3 separate regions of the Sus scrofa genome follow, and regions 2 and 3 are each linked to region 1. The links are chromatin contacts, called in public targeted proximity ligation maps. All regions are on one chromosome and are shown on one strand. The core of a region is the stretch at or near the end of the contact, and the rest is flanking DNA. Distances in the headings are between cores, read along the strand shown.

Region 1 (4,439 bases), core at 996-3,495:
AAGACATGGAAACAACCCAGATGTTCATCAACAGATGATTGGATTAGGAAGATGTGGTATATATACACAATGGAATACTACTCAACCATAAAAAAGAACAAAATACTGCCATCTGCAGCAACATGGATGGAACTAGAGACTCTCATACTGAGTGAAGTAAGTCAGAAAGAGAAAGACAAATTCCACATGATATCACTGATATCTGGAATCTAATATACAGCACAAATTAACCTTTCCACAGAAAAGAAAGTCATGGACTTGGAGAATAGACTTGTGGTTGCCAAGGGGGCAGTGGGAGGGTGTATGGGGAGCTGGGGGTTAATAGATGCAAACTATTGCCTGTGGAATGGATTAGCAATGAGATCCTGCTGTGTAGCACTGGGAACTATGTCTAGTCACTTATGATGGAGCATGATAATGTGAGAAAATAGAATGTGTACATGTATGTGTAACTGGGTCATCATGCTGTATAGTAGAAAAAAAATTGTATTGGGGAAATAACAATTTAAAAAAAAGAAGAGAAGAGAAAAAAATTTCTAAACTGTTTTCAAAGTTGAATATACAATCTTGTGTTCCCACTGGCCAGGTATGAGAGTTTAGCTGCTGTACATTCTCACAAGCTGTGTTAAAGTGTGTCATCTTAATTTTAGCTATTCTGGTGTGCATGTTATGATTATACATTGTGACCTTAATTTGTTTTTCCCTAGTGACTAAGATATTGAACATCTTTTCATGTTTATTCACCATTTATGTCTTTGTTGTGTGTTCATATCTTTAGCCCATTTTAAAAAACAAGGTGTTTATATTATTGATAAACACCATTTCTTAGAGTGCAGACCTGCTGCTGATGAATTTACTAGCTTTTGTATCTCCAAGAAAGTATTTTGCTTTTGATTTCAAAAGGTGTCATTAATGGATGCAGAATTCTAGGTTGACAGGTTTTTTTTATCTTTAGGTTTTTTGTGTTTTTTTTTGTTTTTTTGTTTGTCTTTTTGCCTTTGCTAGGGCTGCTCCTGCGGCATATGGAGGTTCCCAGGCTAGGGGTCTAATCGGAGCTACAGCCACTAGCCTACCCCATAGCCACAGCAACGTCAGATCCAAGCTGCGTCTGAGACCTACGCCACAGCTCATGGCAACGACGGATCCTTAACCCACTGAGCGAGGCTGGGGATCGAACTCACAACCTCATGGTTTTTAGTCGGATTCGTTTCCGCTGTGCCACAGCGGGAGCCCCATCTTTCAATATTTTTGAGATGTTGCTCTACTGTCTTTTGGACTTGTATGGTTTTTGATGCTATCATTCTCATCTTTGTCTTGTGTAGATTTCTTTTTTTCTCTGGCTGTTTGTACAGTGTTCTTCTTTTTCCCTGATTTTTTACCAATTTGATGGTGATGTGCCTTGTAGTTTTCTTTGTGATTCTTGAGTTTGGGTTTGTTGAACTTGGATCTGTGAATTTATAATTTTTTTTTTCAAATTTGGGAAATTTGGGGTCATTTTTGTAGGTTTTTTTTTTACGTCCCCCTTCTCTCTCACTAAGGGACTCCAGTTACACATAATTTTGCTACTTGAAATTGTCTCACAGCTCACTGATGCTTGGTTTTGTTTTGTAGGGGCTTTGTGGTTGTTGTTTTCACTCTTATTTTTGTGTGTATGTGTGTGTGTGTTTCATTTTGAGTAGTTTCTGTTGTTATGTCCTCAAGTTCACTAATCTTTTCTATTGTCTAATCTGCTGCTTACACCCATCCAGTTTATTTTTCAGGTCAAGTATTGTAGTTTTTATCTCTGGAATTCCACTTTCTGTCTTTTTTTATATCTTTCATTTATTTCCTCATTGTGAGAAATGAGAAGAATTTTCTTATTTTTCTCTGCTTTCTTGAATATGTATATATAATATATTTTTATTTTAACATAAATATGTTTTAACATTCTTATTGCTGATTCTGTAATCTCTGTCATTTCTGGATCTATTTCTATTGACTTTTTCTTTTTATGGATTATATTCCCCTGCTTATTTGCATGCTTGGTAATTTGGATGCTGGACATTTCAAATTTATCTTGTAAGCTAGATTATGTTTTCTTCTGTTTAAAAGAACTATAACTGGCCTAGTTTCAGAGTTTAGCATGTACTCTTCTAGAAACGTTTGGCTTTTCAGAGTTATGGTTCATGCCACTTGTAGGTGCATGTTTTGTTCCACATGATTCATTTTTTAAAAACAAAAGCAGAACAAAATCTGGCCTGATCATCCTCTTGTGGTAAAGATTTATGTCATTGGAGTTCCCTTGTGCACAGCGGGTTAAGGATCCAGCATAGTCACTGGGGTGGCCCAGGTCGCTGCTGTGGTATGGGTTCAATCCTTGGCCCAGGAACTTCCACATGCTGCAGGTGTGCCACCCCCCACCCCTATACCTTTATTTTTATAGGTCACTTATCTTACTGTGTGTTTAAAGAGGTGTGAGAGCTAATTTTTATTCAGTATTTAGTATGTGCCAGGCATTGTATGGGGCTTTGTGTGTGTGTAACCTCACTGAATCCTTCCAGCAGTCCTATTTTACGATTAAAGGCCATTTCTTGACCTTCACCACCGTTTTCTTCTTTTCCTCCTTACTCTGGATATTTTAGTCAGCTCTTGTGTGACTACACTGGTGACCTAACAAATCTGAGAGCCCGTTATGTGCATGGTTATGTGCTGGGCCGCTTTTTAAATTTTTTTTCTTTTGACGTTTTAGGGCTGCACCTATGGCACATGGAGGTTCCCAGGCCAGGGGTCTAATTGGAGCTGTAACCACCAGCCTATGCCACAGCCACAGTAGCCCAGGATCCAAGCCGCATCTGTGACCTACACCACAGCTCACAGCAATGCCAGATCCTTAACTCACTGAGCGAGGCCAGGGATCAAACCCGAAACCTCATGGTTCCTAGTCGGATACGTTTCCGCTGCACCACGATGGGAATTCCTGGGCCTCTTTTGAGAGCTAAAGATATGAGATATCCCTTGTGTATTGACTCCCCTGTACTTAGCACAGTGTTACACTGATGAGTAAAGTGGGGTTTTGAATGAGTAAATGTGTTAGTTAGGACTCCTGTGGTTGCAGATGACTAAAACAACCAGCTCAGGTTGCCTTCAGCCAAAAAAAGAAATAACGTTGACTCATTTTGTTGGGGAAAAAACAGCCCAGTGATTTCAGCTACACCTGCACCCAGGTGCTTGGTATCATCAGACAGATGCTTTGTATCTGAGTTGCTCTGTATCTTAGTTCTGCTTTCCTAGGTGTTGGCTTCATCTAGAACAAGCTCTCCCCAGCAGGTGGCAAGTGGACCAGTTTAGGAGCAGCTCCAGGCTTACATTCAGCAGCTCACGGATACTTTTCCTCTGAAAGAAGGGTATCTTTCTCAACAGGTCAAACCGAAGTCCCAGAGTGATCTCTTTTGGGCCTGACAGATCAGTGTCACTGAACCAGATCGCAGTGACCAAGAGTGTGGAACATGTCAGCAAGAATGGGGGTAGGGACAAGAGTGCGGAAGACTCTTGACAGAGTTTAAAAGGAAAGTGAGGGTTTTGTTTTCAGAAGAAAAGGGAACAGATGTTGGGCAGGTAAAAACAACCACTGCTTTATTAACATGCCCAAGGCAACTCAGATGGTAAGAGGTGGAACTGGGGTTCCATTAATAACCTCATCAGTCTGACCCCAAAACCTCAGCTTCCTGCATTTAACTATTAAATCCTATTGTCTACTACTTAAGCAGTGACTATTTGTTGAAAGCCAGCCTTGTAGACATTTCCAGTTCTGAGGATATATGAAAAACACAAAACAATGAGAAATAACTGCTGAATTGTATAGTCCTTCTGCTTTAAGAATTTAGAAGAGGGAGTTCCCGTCGTGGCGCAGTGGTTAACGAATCCAACTAGGAGCCATGAGGTTGTGGGTTCGATCCCTGGCCTTGCTCAGTGGGTTGAGGTTCCAGCGTTGCCGTGAGCTGTGGTGTAGGTTACAGATGCGGCTTGGATCCCGCTTTGCTGTGGCTCTGGCGTAGGCCGGCGGCTACAGCTCCGATTAGACCCCTAGCTTGGGAACCTCCATATGCCACAGAAGCAGCCCTAAAAAGCAAAAAGACCAAAAAAAAAAAAAAAAAAAAAAGAATTTAGAAGAGGATGAAGATTTTTTAAATAGGGGGAATTTGAAATATTTTTTATTGTAATTATTGTCCTCATTCCTATCAAAGTGAGACGTGTTTTACAGGAAATTCTGGATTTTAAAATTTGAAGTAATGTAAATATTGATAACCTGTATTTTCTCTCCTCAGTATTGGACCGAGTACAGACGTTTCTCCCACAGATGGCTCAGGCAAATGAACAGCTAAGAAAAGAAATGGCAGCTGCACCACCTGGTTGTTTCAACATTGAAAATATTGATGAGACTCTCGGAAAAGTTATACAAA
Region 2 (4,439 bases), core at 605-3,104, 720 kb before region 1:
TCTGGAAAAGCAATTTGGCCATGTGTAAGAAGAGCCTTAAAGCTGTAAACACAAAGATACTCACTGCAACCCCATTCATAATATTTCAAAACAAGCATCAAAGTAAATGTCTAAAAGAACCAGGTGGGCGTAGTGCGGTAGCTCTACTGGAAGGACTATTACACGGCTAGTTAGTAAAGATGTTTCCTCCCTTCTTTTCTTGAGTATGGATTTCCTGCAAGGTCCTAGGCACTGTTCAGGCTTTTGGGATACAGCAAAGGAAAAAATACGTAAAGTTGCTAGTCTGCTGGGGTGTACATTTTTGGAGGAGGGACGTGGAAGCTGGGGAAAAATATAGGACGTGGAAGAATATAGGGCAAATCAGAAGGCTGTCAGTGCCATATAAACAAAAGAGACGGTAAGGGGGTGAAAAGCTGGGTGCAAAACTATTCATTGAGGGGAAAGAACAAACCTGGAAAGAAGGAGTAGACAGCAAATGTAGTTTAAAGGGAAGGATTTTGGATGGTGCTTTTTCCCCCCCTTTTTATGGCCACGCCCCCTGCATGTGGCACGTGGAGGTTCCCTGGTCAGTGACTGGGTCCAAGATGCAGCTGTGACCTACTCCGCAGCTGCGGCAACCTGGGCTCCTTCCACCCACTGCTCCCAGCCTCCAGCCGCGCCTCTGCAGCGACCTGACCCGCTGCAGTCTGATTCTTAGCCCACTGCTCCACAGCCAGGAATCCCTCCTTCTTTCACCTTTGTATTTTCCTGTTTATCTTTGGTGAGTGTATTTTAATGTGAAAAGAAAAAAACGCACTTGCTTGAAAGAGAAGGGGCGCGGGAGCAGGGTGTCGCCGGCGGCGGCCGGCAGGGGGCGCTCGGCCTCCGCTCGGCGTTGCTCGCCGCGCGTTCCCACAGGGCCCCGCGCGCCATGGGCTGCGCCAAGAGCAAGGAGGCGCGGGCGGCCGTGCGGGAAGCCCAGGGCAAGAGAGGACGTGGCGGCCGCTCAGTAGGTATGACCGAGGGCCACGTCGCGGCCCCGGGGCCCTCCAGACGGTCGGCGACCACCGGCCCTGGTTGGGTCCCTCGTCCTGGAGCCTTCGGCCTGGCAGCCCTTGGCCGTCGTCGTGAGCCCGACGACGGGCGCCGGCCTGGAGAATCCAGAAACGGGCGAGGCCTTGGGGATGCCCCGCGGCGGGAAAGAGCCACCGCCCCGTGTTTACCCCAGGACACGTCGGTGGTGGCGGCCGTCCAGGTAGCGTTCAAGGTGGTCGGAGGCTGGTGCTGGGCAGCCACGATCTGAGAAGACCGTTCAGAGCTAACCCTACGGAGAATTACGGGTCCCTTTCCTGCCTGCGGGCTGTTGAGTGTGTATTGAGTTTCCAAAGAAAGGAAACATACTACCCATCGGGAATTACCTTCCTTTCTTGAGAATCCGGGACCCAGGGCTGAGGGTGAAGGAGCTAAGCCCCAAGGGAAGTTTAGGTCTTTTAACTGGGCAGGTCTTGGGTGGCGCCCAAGGACCCCCAGGCCCCCCCCACCTTCTTGCCATCCATCCCAAATCTTATCAGACAGACCTTCCCCTTTCCCACCCCCTATCTTAGCTTCCTTCCCTCCTTCCTCCCTCCCTCCCTTTCACATTTCTGACACCACCATCCCATTTTATCCGTTCAGTTACTCTTTGAGATGGGAAAGGTTGCTTCTGTTTTCTCCACTTTGCAGTTAGTGAATAATAATGGCGAACAGTTATTGAGCAGTGTTTCAAGCACTTGACATGAATTATCTTGTTTCACTTTATCAGCAGTACCCTGAGACGGGTGAATCATACCCTCACATTTTACAGATGAAGTAACTGAAACACAAGGGGTTATGAAACTAGCTGGGATCTAAGCTGAGGCATCTTGGCTCCAAAGTGCAGATCCTAACCCTTGTACAGCTCCCCTCCCCTCTTGGTTTTACAAGTGTGAAAACGGAGACCCAGAAAAGTAACAATTCCCACGAATGGAATTGTTAAATGCTGGAGGATCTGTCTCTTTCAATTTAGTTAGCAGAGCATATGGTGAAAGGCTCAGAGGAATGGAAAAAAACAGCCAAGTGAGGCAGGCAGCTCCTTGGAAGAGCTAGGACTTGGCAGGGAGTGTCTGACGGGAAAAGCTCATGCTCACCCCTGGGAGCAGCTGACAAGACCATCCTGGAGGAGCTGAGGACCTAAGTGGGGGAAGGGAAGAATGGGAGAGAAGGTTGAGTGGGGGGCAGTTCCTGCTCAAGCACAAGCAGCTCGTTTGTGGCCATCCCTTGGCTTTCTTCCCATCTACACAGGGGAGGGTTAGTCTGTGTGTCCTAAATTTGCCTTTCCTGTACCAGGTTTAGGATTTCTCCCATATCCATGTACTACTATTTACTATCTTTAATTACACCCACCCTTTGAAATACTTTTTAAGTGAAGTATACTGTACGTACAGAAAAGTGCAATTATTGTAATACAGCTTACTAAATTTTTGCAAACTAAACAGCCCTATCCAGCCAGCACCCAGGTAGAGAAACACTTCCAGTCCCCCCCAGAAACCCCCCACCACCCATGCCCCTTACTCCCACACCAAGGCAACCACTTGGCTGATTTCTAATAGCATGCATTTCTCACCTGCCCTGCAGTTACTGTTTGAAATAAATTTAGCACTGTTTTAAGCATTAATCTATGAAAGCCCTGCATCGTTCTGGATGTTTTTCTGTACACAGACATATTTGCATCCAATTGAAATTTAAAATGTTCTTTCATGTATCACCTGTAAACATTCTAGAAGGTGTCTTCCTTGGGTATCGCCAGTGATCTGCACACCGGATTTGGTGAAATGTTAGACGACATGTTCTCTCAGTTCCCTCCCACTGCAAAAGTATGTGCCTCGGTTCCAAGAAACTGATTTCTTAAGTGAGCAGCCAGAATCTAATGTGAGGTTTCACACAATCTGGCCCAAGTTGTAATGGTGAAGAATGTCTTAATTGAATGACTCTTCAAGGAAGCAGCTATTACTTAACAGGCACGAGGGACACCAGGAAATAAGGCATGATCTCAGCCCTTAACATAGGGGCTAGTGCGGAGGAATAACAGAAAATGCTGTGTCATCATGTGTAATCAAAAAGGTAGATGGGTACAAGATACCTGGGAAGAAGAGTAAACTTCTGAGTGCTGAGAGTTTATATTTCTACCATGACACACATTCCATCCTATTTTGATTAACTCGTAAACACTTATTTTTCTGACTGGATTTTTGAGAATCAGTGTGTCTTGTTCATTATAACATCTTCCACAGTCCTTGGTGCACTGCCTTGAAGGTGGGAGCCAGTAAATGTATTCATATTGTCCATATGGCAAAGGGCAATTTTTTAGAAGTGAGGAATTTTCTAAAAGCTGATGATACCAGTGCTACCATTTCTTCAGTGAGGCCCGGAGACAGTGTTTCTTAAAGTGTGATCCTAAGACCCCCTGCCAGAGAATGAATTAGGTGAGAATTAGTTGCACAAGAGTGTTTCTCAAAGTGTGGTCCTGAGACCACCTACAAGAGAATTAATACACATAAGGGAGGTGTAGCTTCAAAGCTCATTTTCCTGGCCTCCGCCCTGGACCCGTTAAATCGGTCTCAGAGTATTGGGCCAGGAGTCATCACTTTTGGTAGCTTAGCTGTTTCTGTTCGAACCAAGGTCTGTGAACGCAGCAGTGAGGTATTTGGGCTGGAGTCAAACCATCTTTTCTTGAGAAGAGGTCCTGACCTCAGCAGTGGGGCTGAGGCTTGGGTGGAGGCAGCTCCTGCAGCTGGTTGAGCCTGATAGAGTGAGTCCGATGTAGTAAGAGGAGTGGAAATCTGTGGTGTGGAACCAAAGGTCATCCTGACTTTCATGCTAGGAATGTGCACTGAGAATTTAATATCGCATGATCTAGTAGATGATTCAAGAGAAAATGTGTTTTTAGCCCACATCAGCCCGGCAACTTAAATAAAATCTTTGCTCGTCATTTGGATCTTCACACTTAAATGTTCACTTCTTTATATTAATGCGTAGTGAGTAATTTAAAGCTTTCAAATTATTAGTCTTATTTATTTATTTAGGGCCATACCCACAGCATGTGGAAGTTCCCAGGCTAGGGGTCACACCAGAGCTACAGCTGCTGGCCTATGCCACAGCCACAGCTATGCCACATCTGAGCCGCATCTCTGACCTAAACCACAGCTCACAGCAATGCTGGATCCCTAACCCACTGAGTGAGGCTAGGGATTGAACCGGTGTTCTCATGGACACTAGTCAGATTCCTTTCCACTGAGCCACGACGGGAACTCCTATTTCGTCCTTTTTTTTTTTTTTTGGTCTTTTCTAGGGCCGCACCCACGGCATATGGAGGTTCCCAGGCTAGGGGTCCAGCCGGAGCTGCAGCTGCCGGCCTACACCACAGCTCTCGGCAATCCTGGATC
Region 3 (4,439 bases), core at 984-3,483, 590 kb before region 1:
ATTAAAACGATAATAATTTTAAATAACAGATAAGAGAATACCTGTGGGATACAGTAAAGTTGTACCCAGAGGGATATTTTGAACCTTTTTTGTTTCAATAACCCAGAAAAATTAAGAACAATTTTTAAAAAATGAAGAAAAGATTTTGTTCAAGGAACTGTTGTTTTTATGAAGCGGGACTAAGATGATAAAAAGGAAAGGAAGCTATGCACAGGCATTGAGCAGGAAGGTACAGGCTTTGTTTTTTTTTGTTTGTTTGTTTTTGTTTTGTTGTTGTTATTGTTTTGCTTTTTAGGGCTGCATTTGTGGCATATGGAGTTCCCTGGATAGGGGTTGAATCGGAGCTGCAGCTGCTGGCCTACACCACAGCCACAGCAATGGTGTAGATCTGGGATCTGAGTTGCATCTGCAACCTGCACCACAGCTCACAGCAGTGCTGCATCCCTGACCCACGGAGTGAGGCCAGGGATTGAACCCACATCCTCATGGACACTAGTCAGGTTCATTTCTTCTGTGCCACAACAGGAACTCCTAGGCTTTGTTTTTTAAAATTTCACAACAATCTAGATCTTATCCCCATCTTCCATAGGAGGAAACTGAGGCTTAGAGAGATTCTGTAATTTGCCTAACAGTATATGATTCTTAGATTAAATTGAGATTGAGTCTAGGTTTTGAGCACTTTTTTTTGATCGAAGTATAGTTGATTTATAATATCATCTTAGTTTCAGGTGTACAGCAAAGTGATTCTGTTATATATCTATTCTTTTTCATATTCTTTTCCCTCATAGGTTAGTACAAAATATTGAGTATAGTTCCCTGTGCTCTACAGTAGGTCCCTGTTGGGTTCCTGTTTTATGTATAATAGTGTGTATATGTTAAACCCAATCTCCAAATTTATCCCTCCCCCTTACCCCTCGGGCACTTGTTAAAATTATTGATTCCAGGGCCCCACCCCAGACCAACCACCTGGGGAATCTGTATTTGTGTCAAGTGCTCCAGGTGATTTTTACACACAAGCCCGTTTTGGAGACCCTGGGGCACATCCTGAGGAGAGGCCAACTTCTCTGAACAGCACAGTAGTAACAGCAAAGGGAATTGAGTACTTCCTGGTCCAGGCAGTACTTTGCCCATGTGACTCCATTCACTTGATCCTCACAACAGCCCTGTTGAGGTCAGTGTCATTAATATCCCCTTTTATAAATTAGGAAATGGGCCTAGAGAAGTTAATGAACTTGCCTAAGGTCACGGCTAATACAGGGCAGGACAAGAACCTCCACCCCGCTGGCTAGTCCAGGGCCTGCGTTCTTGGCTACTGCACTAGAGGTCCAGGCTTGGCACACAGTGGACTCCACAGGCAGAAGTGAGAAGAGGGAGTTCTCTGATGGCCTAGCGGGTTGAGGCTCCAGCATTCTCACTGCTGTGGCTCTGGTTGCTGCTGTGCAGCGTAGGTTCAATCCCTGGCCCAGGAATTCCCACATATTGCCTGTGTGGCAAAAAAAGAAAAAACAAAAACAAAACCAAAACAAAACCAAGAGAGAACCTGAAATAAATGTTGCAACTCTCATGGGGAAAAAAAAAGAAGAAGAAGGTGAGAAGACGGGAGAGACGTGAGTTGGAGTCAGTATTTACACAGAAAGGCTAATGGCAGTCACAGGGTGAGTTAGTGCTGCTGAGGTGGAGAGAAGGCTGGGCTCTTTTACCTATTCAGTGCCATGAGTTAAGGACCTGGTGTTTATAAAAAAACATTTGAGACCTTTTACAAAACGCTTCAAAGCATGAAGGGAAAAAAAAAAATCAATGCAGCAAAATCGTAGTGGACAAGTCTTTAAATGCCTCCATAATGTTATTTCAGCCAATCAAATACCATTGGATCCAATGCCCATATACTTGTAAATATTATATTTAAAAAGGGGAGGGGATGCAGTTCAGTATGTTTGGAATGGTGTGAGCAGGAACTCTGCCAGTACAAGTGAAGTGGGGGGCAGGGGACAAAGGCCTTAAAATGGTCCTGAGAGGAACTACCAAGAGAAGAGGCATATTTGCTGGGGGCTGCAGACGAGGAGCTGCACCTCCAGGCCACTTTATGTGCAGTGAGTGGTTCAGTTAATCTTTGTAAGAACCCTCAGAACTGTGCTACCCATTTTTCAGATGAGCAAAATGAGGTTGGGCATCACCTAGTCATTTGTCTAAGCACACATGGCTCTTGAGGAGCAGAAAGAGAAGGTGTGCCCCCTAGTGTCCATCTGTGTGAACAGCAAGCTGCTGCTTCTGCCAGGCAGCTGGTAATTTGATTGGAACACAAGCCACTTTCCTGAATAAATAAGGCCACAGAGCTAAAAAGCTACAGCGCTCTTTTCAAAAGAAAAGGGCAAATACCTTAGAAGATAATGCTGGAGAAGCTCCATCACTGCATGTGTCACTAGAAAACCTCACCTAGCCCTGGATAACAAAGGTAGCCTTCGAACAGAGTAAGGACCTAAATGTGTCAGTACAACCATCATGTTTATGCGGTAAATACCGACAATATCTGAGCTACCTAGAGGTGGAGAAGGACTTCTTAAACCATGGCCTCAAAGCACAAACCATGAAGCAAAAATGTCAAAAACCGCATCAAAAGTTCTGAGCCATGAAGACCAGCACGGAAAGGCGTTCCCTGAGAGACCAGCATGCGCCAAAGACAGTTTCAGCGTCTGAAACTAACAAGGGCCTTGGACCCAGATGATGGCGAGGAATTCTGGCTCATCATTAAGAACAGAAACCCCAAAGGAAAGCAGGCAAAGGACATGGGACTGGTTCTTCCTCAAAGAGGAAACCCCAAAGTCTGACAAGATATGTAAACTCATGGGTGACTAAAAGGCAAATGTAAAGGACAAGTGGAGGTCCTGTCGTGGCGCATCGGAAACAAATTGGACTAGTGTCCGTGAGGATTTGGGTTCGATCCCTGGCCTTGCTCAGTGGGTTAAGGAGCCGGCGTTGCCATGAGCTGTGGTGTAGGTCGCAGATGCGGCTCGGATCCCAAGTTTCTGTGGCTGTGGTGTAGGCCAGCAGCTACAGCTCCGATTAGACCCCTAGCCTGGGAACCTCCATGTGCTTCGGGAGTGACCCTTAAAAGCAAAATAAATACATAAATAGAGAGAGAGAGATCGCCTTCCAGTCATAAGACCTGAGACAAAAAGCTGATTAACGTTGAGTGAGGGACTCCCAGGCTCTGCTGCCTCAAGAATAGACTGTTGGCTTCTCGGTGTTTAGATGGCTCAGGTACCGTGCACTCCATGACCTGTAGTCCTGCTCCCGGGCATCAGCCCTGGAGAAGTTGATGGACATCCCACACGTTTCCTCAAGGGAAGGTGCATAAAGATGTCTGTTGCGGCATCGTTTGCGACATCGAGGACTTGGACCCAATCGTGGTGTCTCTCCCTGAGGGATGGCTGGGTGGAGCCAGGATGGTGCAGCAGTGTTGCGGATGTACCATGACATGGGTGGAAAAGCAAGAAAGAATGACTCTACAGGTGCCTGGGTACATTACAGATGCACACACATACCGCCACGACACACACCTTCCAAGGACCTCTGCAAACAGCACACTTCCAGCAGACGGGGCAGCTATCCAGCAAAGAGTAGGAAGTGATAGCAATACAGGAAAGTGAGGCCAAGAGGGCGCCGCCTGATGCCAGCTTTCCTGCAGGCAGGGGTCCCTGGCAGGGGTGACTTAGCCTCTCAGTGCCTCTCTCTTCTTCCCCCATAAAATAACAGTGCTCACCTCCCGGAGCTGCTGTGAGGATCCAGTTAGTGACGCACGTGGTCAAGTGCTTAGACCAGCAGCGGGTGGGCACAAACAGGGTGCTGGGTGAGCGGGTGCTGTTGCTATTATTATTATTAGAGTATGAATGACTCAATTCTCAGCATACGAGGTCCACAAAGGCGAGGGGGCAGCCCTGAGATGCAAGCCCAGAACAACTCTGTCTCTTTTTACACCAGCCCTGCTCCCTCCCACCTGCAACAACAGCCTCCAAATGTCACTCCTGGGCACCAAGCCAGGGAGTCGGGGTTTGGGGAGAGCGCTCCACCTTTTCAAATACCTCCCAGGGGACGCTGAGCCCAGCTGATGCTTAAGAATGTGAGGGCAACTCCAGGCAGAGCACAGAGCCAGCTGGAGGGACCCAGAAGAAAAAGCCTGTCTCTGCCATGGGGACAAGCTTGGAGGCCAGGGAAGAAAAGGCCCCTCCATGCTCTGGTCCCCATCAGGACTCGGGAAACCAACACAGCCCTCATCTCAGAGTCATTACAAAATTTAACCAACCAACAAGCAAAAGCACAGCCTTGCCTTGTGCCTTCCCATTAAGTAGCCTTGTAGGCTGATGTGGTGCTGGGTGTTACCAGGAGCCAAGCCCCCCTTCCTCCACCCAGAGCCTAGTGTGGGAAGGGGCTTTTGTGGGATG

What was found.
Region 2: a contact with region 1 is called in a targeted proximity ligation map of alveolar macrophages. A contact is called at or near these places in 1 of 5 promoter capture datasets (liver) and 1 of 2 datasets of targeted methods (alveolar macrophages).
Region 3: a contact with region 1 is called in a targeted proximity ligation map of alveolar macrophages. A contact is called at or near these places in 1 of 5 promoter capture datasets (fetal skeletal muscle) and 1 of 2 datasets of targeted methods (alveolar macrophages).

What each region holds. Positions count from the first base shown.
Region 1 is chr5:79,565,752-79,570,190 of Sscrofa11.1, reverse strand. It overlaps C5H12orf45 (chromosome 12 open reading frame 45 ortholog), which reads left to right. Exons shown (of 4, transcript NM_001244659.1): 3 at 4,305-4,439. Among named protein-coding and RNA genes, the nearest start is that of C5H12orf45, 8.0 kb to the left of the region's middle.
Region 2 is chr5:80,284,531-80,288,969 of Sscrofa11.1, reverse strand. No RefSeq gene overlaps it. Among named protein-coding and RNA genes, the nearest start is that of TRNAA-UGC, 45 kb to the right of the region's middle.
Region 3 is chr5:80,158,210-80,162,648 of Sscrofa11.1, reverse strand. No RefSeq gene overlaps it. Among named protein-coding and RNA genes, the nearest start is that of TXNRD1, 53 kb to the left of the region's middle.